2 separate regions of the Arachis hypogaea genome follow, and region 2 is linked to region 1. A link is a contact called in public Hi-C data. All regions are on one chromosome and are shown on one strand. The core of a region is the stretch at or near the end of the contact, and the rest is flanking DNA. Distances in the headings are between cores, read along the strand shown. Region 1 has its middle 4.4 kb from the start of LOC114923983. Region 2 has its middle 3.3 kb from the start of LOC112712568.

What was found. A called contact is a pair of places that touch in the nucleus more often than the background predicts.
Region 2: a Hi-C map of leaf shows a contact between it and region 1, with 3 times the contacts expected there. The contact joins two enhancer-like sites. A contact is called at or near these places in 3 of 8 Hi-C or Micro-C datasets (all in leaf).

The regions. Positions count from the first base shown.
Region 1 is chr9:118,326,412-118,332,091 of arahy.Tifrunner.gnm2.J5K5, forward strand. No RefSeq gene overlaps it. Among protein-coding and RNA genes, the nearest start is that of LOC114923983, 4.4 kb to the left of the region's middle. Within about 2 kb of position 3,455, at least 1 of the 3 cell types and tissues checked has open chromatin away from gene starts, as enhancers often do.
Region 2 is chr9:118,397,743-118,403,607 of arahy.Tifrunner.gnm2.J5K5, forward strand. No RefSeq gene overlaps it. Among protein-coding and RNA genes, the nearest start is that of LOC112712568, 3.3 kb to the right of the region's middle. Within about 2 kb of position 1,764, at least 1 of the 3 cell types and tissues checked has open chromatin away from gene starts, as enhancers often do.

The DNA.
Region 1 (5,680 bases), core at 2,205-4,704:
CGAGTATCCTAATTATTTCATTTATTTGTAGGATAACAGGTTTGGGTTGCCTACATTGAATCTGCATGGCTTTTATGCAATACTGTGGACAACTCCATCAACATCTGTCGGGTTAGTTCTCATGATTTTTTTTTTCCGCTTGTTGCTTGGTGATTAGAACCAAACATCATTTGTTGATTTTTTTTTTCAAGTATACTCTGAATCTCTGATATGGGGATATCAAAATTTGGTCCTTCCTCCAAAAGTAATGTATTATGTATGGTTAAAGAGATGCATTGTCTCTCTCCATCTTTCATATGGCTTTTTCTTTTCAGTGTTTATGAAATCAAGGTCTCTCCTGCAAAAGTAGTGTGTTTTTAAAAGTTTGCATCCTTTATCTTCAATCTTTCTTATAGTTTTTCTCTCTTTTTTTGTTTCCACCTCACTTTTTATTACCGAACCCAAAAAAAAAAATAATTCTATCCAAGGGGTGAAAATAAGCTAGGTTGTCTTAAACAGGCCTCTTGATTTCAAATAGATGGCTTAGGCCTTGCCTATATGCTTAATATAGGGCCTTTTTTAAAGCCTAGAGTGATCATTTTTAAGATCAGGTATTGACCTAAAAGTCTATTAAAAGATCTAGGACCTTCAAACAAATTTACAATTTCAACATTTAACTTTCTAAATCAAATAAATAATGCATTATATATGAGTATAAGAATACTAATATAATATGCATTGTTTAGTTATACAAGTTGGCATGCAAAAGCCTAAAAAAGGCTTTGACACTGTAAAAAGTGGTCACCTTGGTGTCTAACATGTTTTATAAATGAATTAGGATCTAGTCCAAACTAGGACAAGGACCTATTTGAGTGCATGGACCAAATATAGGACAATCCCCGTCAGCATTCATATGGAAAAAGGGTTATGTCTTTTGTTTTTTATGATCTTTAGGACCATGTCTCAGTAAATAATAATTGTATTTTTGGGCCTCTTATAATAATTTGATCAGTAAGAACCTTTTATAGTTGAAGATCTTCATTTTCTTTTAGTTCTTTCTGGCAATTATGTATCTGAGTTGTGCACTAAAAGTTGAGACTGCTCCAACCTTGAGTTGCATAATAATGTATAACCAACAATTCTGGCAATTTACTCTGGCGAATGACAGTAATTTACTGTTTGAATCAGCGCTACCGCTTGGTCCTACATCGCTTGGCAGCTGTTCCGGATATCTCAGCCAGGGTCCTCTGTCTAGCTACCTTGTTTAACATGTGACAAGGAAGTGTATACAACTTGTATATTTTGAAGTTTGATTTTTTTTGGGAGAATACTTTCTGTTGAGAAGTTAGTTGGACATGGTACAGCAGCAGATAATTTTATCGCCGCCACTGGCCACCGATCACTTTGCCATAAGGGTCAGCAGAAGCATCAACGGTCATCTTATCCAATGTTGTACTACCACTTTACTGATCATAGTTTGCTTAGAACTTTAATAATTTTGAACAGCAGGCCAGAAAGCAAATTAAGGGCCCTTGTTTGTCTTTATGAGGTGACATAGCAATGGTGGTTATGAGCTAAAAGGCAAGTAAGGTCCATCTTGTTTTGTCCTTGAAAATATGACCATGGATTCTTGTATTTACTTCCATTGATATTCATAGGGTAAAGCACAAGAACACAGAATGAAGAGGTTATACATGATTATGTGAAAGATCAAAGAATTCCATCTCTGTAATCTATGCATCATGATCTGTACTTCATTCTTGTTACATATGCTCAATTAAGAGCATTAAGTTTTGGTTGAGCAATGAAAACCAATGCTGGCAGGAAGAAGCAGAAACCATTGATAACTGAGGATCTACTAAGACAGATAAAAACTATAATTGTAACTGAAAGTGTTTACCATAGTAATTGATTTACTGCAGAGCATAAACTAAAACTAACCCGAAAATTAAGCTAATGCTAAATCAGATCCTAATTAATTTTGTTCTCTAACAACATGTACTAATACCAATCTACTATATATATAAGTTGTACACATTATTCCAATAGCAGAAATGTTTAACTATTTTAAAAGTTCAACAAATTTAAGTATCTGAATGCAAGTTATTTGTTATACCCAATAATGATAGAACTATTAATCATTGTTTCTGACCTCAGTTAATGATAAAAACTGGTTTGATTGGGTTTGGTTCCTAAGACATTGATGAGGAGACTATAGAAGACACCAGAATGTTTGTGATGAGAGAAAGCAAGAAAGAAAGAAAGATAATCCAAGAACTATTGGCAATCAATAATTATCATTCCCTTTTAACAAAAGTTGCTTGTTTTTAAAAAACAGTGAAAATGGTAAAAAATAATTAAGGCATCTGTGTCTATCATATGATCAACCATAAAGTGCTTATTCTGTATAGCAGTTACCTTTACTTCTATGCAAAATTCTACAACATTCCATGATTCATGCATATGATCTGAAAATTTGTTCTTATCTCAATGCACAGCTTGGAATAAGAGAACAGTGGTTAATCAGCAAAATGCTTTATATTTAAAAAAAAAAAGAGAGAAAAGGATAGACCATTAATTAACCATTTGTTGCTAGAGCTCTAATTATATTGATCATGATTTGATTTACGTACCCTACCAAATTATGCCATATTTGTCACACAACCATATAAATTGTTACGGTCTCATAATTCTTATATGAATATGACTTCTCACAATATTTTTAACTCGACAGGTCAATGATTAATCTGTTATGAATTTAAATTTGATTAAGGATTTGTTCTTAATCAATGAGTTGTTACATATGCAAGGCTAACATCAAACTCCTGACACTAATTTAAGTAGACAAATGTGTTAACCACTCAACTAATTCAAACGGGTTTAATTATAGTACACATTGCAAACAAATTTTTACTCTATGAAAAAGTTTTACATTGTCATTCTGTTAAGAATTTTTCACGCGAAAAAATCTAATGAGATGATTGTATAAAATTTTTTACACTATTACTACATCGCGAATAAACCCATATGAATATAAAATTTTGATTATTTTTAGCAAGAACATTGCATTTGGAATCTCAACTATCTTGGCCTTTACGTAGAAAAAGTGTTTCAATTTGATGTGACAATATTAGTTATGGGAGCATCAACCATGTCCCATAAAGGGTACTTTTTTTGGTCTTCCTTCATAATAGAGAAGTAGTTCAAGTTCATTGCTATCCAAAAGCTAGACTTTGGTTGATTATTTTCCAAATTCTTAATTGTTCATGTCAAAATGATTCTCATTTACACAAGAAAGGAAAGTGTTTGGATTCGTTTTTGGGCCATCAATTAATTTGATATAAGGTATGGTAACCTTTATTAACATGATTAGAGAAAAAAAATGGTCCTAATTAATCTCATTGTGTACTACCCCATCTTTTGGGGGGTCTCATTACTGTTATAAGATTCCAAATATGTATAATTTTTGGACCCAGTAATCTTATAGAGATCTTGCATCAATCTATTGATTCATTTCATGTTTCAATTTTCAAGCAACCACAAACCCAGAATATTGGGCTTTCTGGCTTGCAAATTTCTATAAAAACCCTTTAGCATCTTTTTTTATAATATTCAATGATTTAGGTTCATATCACTTCCTTTCTAAGAAAGAGGGGAAAAAAGGGTACTTAATGCAATGTCGGTATCTAATCATTTTTGTAAAATTATGGTTGAAATGATTAATCTCTCTCTTTTCCTGCCCCTCCCTGATTTTTATGATCAGAAACTGAAATATACACTTTGTTTTGTTGCACCTTATTCTCTTTTTTTATCTGGATTTGTACTATATATGTCTATATATATTGTAGTACATTTGAAGGAATTTCTTGTTTCATATTATTTAAATATATTTAAGGTATTATATATTAATATAGTATCTAAGTATATTTCTGATTAATTTTATGTTTATTTAATTTGATATTAGATTGATTTTGTTGTTATGATTAAATTGTATCAAAACACTCTTTACATAGATACAACACAATGATATTTAATATTTATTCTTGAGTTATCATCATAAATTCTAACACATATAATGAACAATAATATTTTAGATGATCAAATTAATAACATGAAAAATAAATAAATAGTGACATGAATAAAGAAAATATATGAACCACTGATGACTAAATGATCATCATTAGGGTTGTTAAACGGGCTAGTACGGCCCATTTAGGTTCGACCTATTAAATCTGTGGGTTAAATGGGTTGGACCGTTTAAACTCACTTTATTTGCGGGCCATAATTTTTTAATCCGGACTGTTTATGGTTAGCCCGTAGGTTAAATGGATCAATCTGTTTATCTTTTTATTTTATTTTTTAAAAAATATTTTGACAAAAAATATTACTTTTAGGTAAAAAACTTTTAAAAATAATATTTTTTTAGTTGATAGATCAAATTTTCGGGTCGAATCGAAGAAAATATCGACAAAAAGTGCTACTTTTTCTTAAAAAATATTTAAAAAAATTAAACAAACAACCCGTTTAACCTGTGGACTAGCCCGTTTAACCCGTCATTTTTTTCGGGTTAATCGAACTCAACCTGTTTAAGCTGAAATTTAAACAGACTTAATTTTGGAGACAAAATCCGCTCATTTTAAAAGATAAACAGACTGACCCGATAAATTTAGCCTATTTTGACGGCCCTAATCATCATGTTCAATAGTACATGTCAAATTTTTTTTTTTTTTGCTTAATCGAAGAAGTTGATGTAAAAAAGATAAATAAAATGGATAAGACTGGAAAATCACCAAGACATAAAATTGTCTTCAAATATATGTGAATAAGAACAACTCATAGGCTTTTAAGTTAATTATTGACATGATGCCAATGTTTGTTGTTTTAACTTTTAACTTTTAACCTAATAGCTACAATAAAGGAATCTTGCTCAAAATCAAAATAACTAATATAACTTGATTACCATGTTTGTTGAGCCTAACAACAAAAAATGATAAATTTGTGAATGATTAACACAACTTTCCTGTTTGTTTCTTCTTTAGAATTGTTTAATTAATTACCAGCACAATATGACATTATGTTTTAGATTCTGCCTAATGTCCCACCAAAGGCTTTAAAGCTAAGATATTTTAAACTTTTATATATTTATATGATTTTTTCATGTGGACAGGGTGAGATTGTCAATCAGAACAATATGCACTGTCTCAACCTAGAGAATCTATGAGTTTGTCAAACTGGGCACACTTAATTTGCTTTGCCTACATCAGTTTTAGTTGCCAAACCTTACTCCACTACTACTACTACTAACCCCTTTCTAATAATAATAATAATAATAATAATAATAATAAAGTATGTTTTTGTATCTTTAATGTTTGTGATTTTCTTAAAAAATATTTCTAACATCTAATTTTATTCAATTTTTTTTAGATTTTTTATTCATTCAATTTTATTCCTAACAATTTTAATTTGTATCAAAACTATTTTTAGATATTTTTTTATTTTATTCTTAATGTTTTTTATGAAATTAATATCTAAGAATAATTTTGACATAAATCAAAATATTAAGAATAAAATTAAATATTATGAGAATTTAAAAAAATTATTATAAATATTTACAAAAAAATATACTTTATCTTAATAATAATAATAATAATAATAATAATAATAATAATAATAATAATAATAATAATAATAATAATAATAA
Region 2 (5,865 bases), core at 514-3,013, 70 kb after region 1:
CTGTTTATATGTAATTTGATTTATTTATATATCATAGGTCTTATTCATAAATGAATGCTACCTCTTTACATTGTCAAAAAAAAAAAATTATTGAAACGTATGCTATCCTCTGCTAACTTTTCAATGTGCAAATTAAAGTAATCTCAAAGATTCTTCAAGCTTATGATTTCCAAGCAAATAGTAAAGCACTTAAAAACAAATACATACATTCACCACATACAATAAAAAAAATGGTGAATACTATAGTGCCTTTAAAATTATGTCTAACTTACTAAAAAAGGTAAATAAATAATATTTAATAAATTTTAAATATTTTATTTTTTGTTTTAAAAATTTTATTTTTCATTTTTAAAAGTAAAATTAGACAATTTAGGCATTATAGTAAAAAATACCATAGAACTCACCTAAAAAAATAATGCATCGATAAGGAGCTGATAGCACTATTTACATCAGTAGATATCCAACTCACTCTATTTCAGTTGCTATAGATTAGCAACTCAACCCACAGAATAACATCAAATTTGATGGTAGGATAATTTTATCCGTCTGACTAACACTCTTAATTTTTAATATGCATATTCGTAAAATATATATACATCTGTACAAATATTTAGTATCATTGAAATATAAATTCAATTTGTTAATAATATATAAATAATATTTGATATTATAAAATATAAAAAAAAATAAATATTATATTTAAATAAAATAAATAAATTTTTAAGTTAATTTACACCCTTCAATTTTACACTATGTTATGTGCTCTTTTGTCTAGAAACTTTTAAAACGTTCGAATAATAGTTCTCTTAACTTTTTTCGTTCAAAATGAACAAATTAACTCATTAATAATAAATTTTAAAATCTACATGGATTGAAATGTTTGTATTTCAGTTCGCATCAGTATACAAAAACAAAACATTTCTCACATTGGTATATTTCTTGTAGATATTCAGATAGACTCGACAAATTAAAGTGTTCCTTAACTTTTAGCTAATTTCGTGACACAATCCATTTACGCAATCTATGTACTCTTGTTAAATATTTCTTAAAATACTTTGTCATGTTTTGATCATTTCAATTCTCATACTACCAGATTTTATTTTATTTTATTTTTTCCAAGTTCGTCCACTAAGCTATGTATAGTCAAGTGATGCTTCCCCCTTAGTACGGCAGCTTAGTTGAAATCCTAACGTCACTCGAAATTAATTAGTTGATTATTATTTCTAAGTCTTGATGGAATCATCATAATACTCTTGAAACTGAAAATGAACTTCTACATTGACTGCAACAAGAAGTAATGCCTTGTTAGCTTCTTTCCTATAATTTTCTATGTTATTAGCAGCCCCACATACATGACCTACTTTTTACTCTCAGAAAAAGTATACCCGAACAATAAAAATATTAAACAATATGAATAATAAAATAGAAAAAAAATTAAAATTAAAATTATAAATCAGATTATTAATTAATTATTTTTAATTTTAAAATTTAAAATTTTAAAAATAAGAATTTATAATTAAACTAAATTACAATTGACACACTTACTCCCAATATCATGCTAACCTTTCATTCTTCATTTGTGATCTTCAATTCGTAGAGTCACCTCGGCGTCGCTACACTTTTCCGTTGTCTGGTACGACACTGCCGAGCCGATGCCGCCCATCGTCCCGCTGACGCCGCCCATCCTCTCCGCATTCTGCTTGCGCGCCGTAGCAACGGGAAATTGCGCTGCAGCAGGCCCGTGCGTCCTTGTTACCGCTGCGCACCCACCGTTGGCCGTGAAGGCCCCACCGCAGGCTGTCGCTTCCTATTGTGCTGTTCGAGATGCACGTTATTCTCGTCGTCTGTCCTCCCCGTTGACCCATTGTAGGTGTTGTGCTGCACCTCATTGACGCCACCCTTCCTTCCACCGATTTGACTCCTCCTCCTCTTCCATCTCTGACCGCTGCGTGTTCGGCTTCGAAGCCCACAGAACAGATTCGCAACTTCGCCTAGCCGAAGTTGTCGTTGCGTGGCTATTCCGTCGCCGGATCTCCTCCCTTACCTCCATGCGTCGCCATGCATCAACTCTTTCCACTCCGCAAATGTGTTGGATGTTTAATTCATTAGGTATGTAGATGGTTATTTTAATTCTTAATTGAATGGTTATTTTGTTCGATTTAGTTTAAGTATATACAATTAACAAATGTTGGATAATCATTTCACTAGGTAGTCGGATGATTATTTTAATAATTACGTGCACATGGATAGTTGTTTAATGACGATTTCGCGATGGTGATGAGGGTGGGGGCTACAGGGGTAGACGATGATAACCGATAAGAAAGTTTTTAACCGAAGAGATAAAATGATTGATAAGAATGGAGATGACAACCAGTTTGGAGAGAAAGAGAGTGTTTAGATAAATTTTTTTAAAGATTTTTTTTGTATTGACGGCCCATAATTATATTGTTTAGATTTTTTATTGTCTTCGTAATGGAGCCGTTAATCTTAATCTTCATAGATCTATCCATATGTATAATGGGATCTTTGTGTGAATTCCTTGAATTTGGGAGAAGGGGTTATGTGTTATAGTTTTCAGAATGGCAATGATTCTATATGCTGAAGAATGTGACTCCCCCTATACCCTATAGTTGGTATGTATTAGTGGCATGTTATCAATGGCCACCAAAACATTCAGATTTATTATGTATATATAGTTAGTTACATCTCCACTATATGTCTATATATACTTGCTTGGGGTATATATATTACCCGGCCCATTAAAGTATGCATGACACGTGAATTATATTTAGGTTTGTAATTAACAATCAATAGCATACTAAATTATACAATCAACATGTCATCAACTATATATCTATTATTACAAATATATGCTGGGTATACACTAAAAATAAAAATACATATTTAAATATAAAATATATATTAAAAATAAATTAAATAATATATATGATAACTGATTTAATTATTAATTTTTTATATATACATATTACTATTATTATTATTATATGTAAATGAATTAATAATTAATATCTAGAGATATTCTAGAAATTAAATACCTCGTTTATATATGGTTTTAGCTAGATACTTAGAATATATTTGTGTTAGACACGGACGCGGTCTTGAGTCTTCAATATTGTCTTGTGAAGGATTCAAAAGCCATTATATGTTGACATTTTGGGAACATATCACAGTTGTAATTGAAAACTACTATATCTGCACGGAAATTAAACTAAATTGAAATATATCTCTCTATATAATAATATAAATCACACTCTTTTTTAAAAATGAAAAAATAAAAATTTAGTTTCCTTTAAATTAAAATAATAAAACTCATACATAATAAAAATTACAAGTGATTAACTTTTTATTTTATTACTTTATAATTTTCCTCCCTTTATTAGATGTGTTGATTCTAGGAATGGAATCATGACATGGTTTGGGTTACACAAGCATATAATACTTTGAACTTTTGGCTTGACATACACGACGGCCATAAAAAAATAAGAAAAAAGGAGAAATAAATTCTTGATATTTTGATACGTGGACATTTAAATCTTTTAAAATTTAAAAATATATTTAAGTTACTGATTTTTTTTAAATTTAGACATATCAATTTCTTATGTTTATTTGGATCGGTTAAATCTAACAAAAAAAATCAACTGTAACTCTCGTTGTACTGACCTGATCGATACGAATATACACGTGTGAGAGTTTTTAAAATAGGACAAATTAGATTCAGAGATCAATATATGTATCCAAATTTAAAAAAAGTAAAAAACTTAAATGTATTCTTAAAACTTCAGAGACTTAAATGTTTGCAGAGGCGCAGACTAAAAAATTAGGAATCGATTTGTCTGTTTCTCGAAGTATATATATCAACATCTAATTAAACCCTTGTTTGGTTTCTGCCTTATTTATTGAATTATTATTTTTTAAACTTCTGTAAAAGAAAAAAGTTTAAAATTTGAATTATTTTCTTGTAAAGTTTATATATATAACTATATTAAACATAACAAGGAAATAGAAAATAATAGAAACAGAAAGAATTAATTAAAGATGATACAATGCACGCAATCTCAATTATTAAGTCTCAAGTAGTCCAACCTTTTGACTTCATCGTCTTGAAGTCAATAAAGACATTAACATAGCAAATTAATTAAGGTCAATAGTGGCATCTTGGACGGAGTGAACAATAGTTTACATAAAGGGGAATAATGGAGATTTCCTTAGCTGCTTCTTTGTTTTTTTTCTTCTAAACTTTTAGTGTGGTGTATGTTTGGCCTGCTTGACGGGTTTCATTTTTCAAAAGAAATATTGTAATGAGGAAATTAATAAAGAAATATTGTAATGTGAGTGTATGTGAGCATTGATAGTTATGAAGTGCAAATCAATCTTCACGTGTATTTTGGTTTCATCTCATGTTATTTAAACATATAATAATATAGTCTCAATTCTCAAACTACTTGATACTCATTAATATCTATCTATTAATCTATGTATATGTATATATATGCCATTTTGTTAGATGTATTGCACGATCATCTATAAAACCTTCTTCCTGAGATTAAAGGAAGACATGTTCTTAATCCACACTTGAGCACCATACATAAGTTTCACATAATTAGCAAAATATTGATTATTTATTTCTAATCAGCATTGTGTTTTAACATTCAAAATTAAAGAGACCAACTTCATATAACTATCAATACAAACGAATTTTCTTATAATATAACATAATAATTAAGTCAGATAGATACTCAATATAGTCAGATAGATAGTATACACCGAGGTGGTCTAATTGCAAGTAGGGGTGGAAGTGAGTCAAGCCAGCTCATGAACTAGTTCGAGCTCGATTCGTTAATAGTTCGATAAGTTAAGCTCGTGAGCTAGTGAGCCAAGCTTGAGCTTGAAATTGGGCTCATAAATTAAATGAGCCGAGCTTGAGCTTGGATAAGCTCAACTCATTAGCTCGTGAGCTGACTCGATTATATATATATAATTATTAATACACATATCTTATATGCATTTAATCTATATTTTTAATATTATATATATACATATGAAGTAGTACTATATATATATATATATATATATATATATATATATTAATGATCTTAATTATTTAAAATTTTATATTTATTTTTTACATATAATTTTGACGTAGGACATAAATAAAAAATTTATAATTTATTGATAAATAACAATATATAAAATTAATCTTTTTAAATATTTTTTAAAATATATAAGTTATAATTTATTGATATAGAATTATAGATTATGTATGTATTTATGTTTCTATTATTTGAGCCAACTCGTGAGCTCGAGCCTGCTCGTGAGCTTTCGGTGAGTCGAGCTTGAGCTTAAGAAATAGGTTCAATTGTTAATGAGTCGAACCGTGAGCCAAACTCAATTATTGTGAGTCGAGCTTGAGTTTGGTCTAGCTCGACTCAGCTCGGCTCACTTCCAGCCCTAATTACAAGGAAAACAAAATTTAGATTTGTGTTTGTGTATATTTTATGTTATATATATATATATATATATATATATATATATATATATATATATATATATTTGGTTGTGATTTTTGTGTTTCTTCTGTCGCTCACCTCCTCTATTGGAAATTTTGTGAGTTTAACAAAAAACAGGAAGACTTGAATGCCGATTTTTAAGTGAGTATGAAGAGACTATAACATTTGAATTATAGTCGTTGGCAAAAAAATTGTATGTTATATAAATGTCAAAAGGGTAAAATTATATATTGGTACTACATTTAACAAAGTTGTATAAGCACAATCGTTTGATTGGACAATAGTGTACGTATCAGAAGTTCTTACAGTGTACATATCATATTTTCCTTTGTTCCTA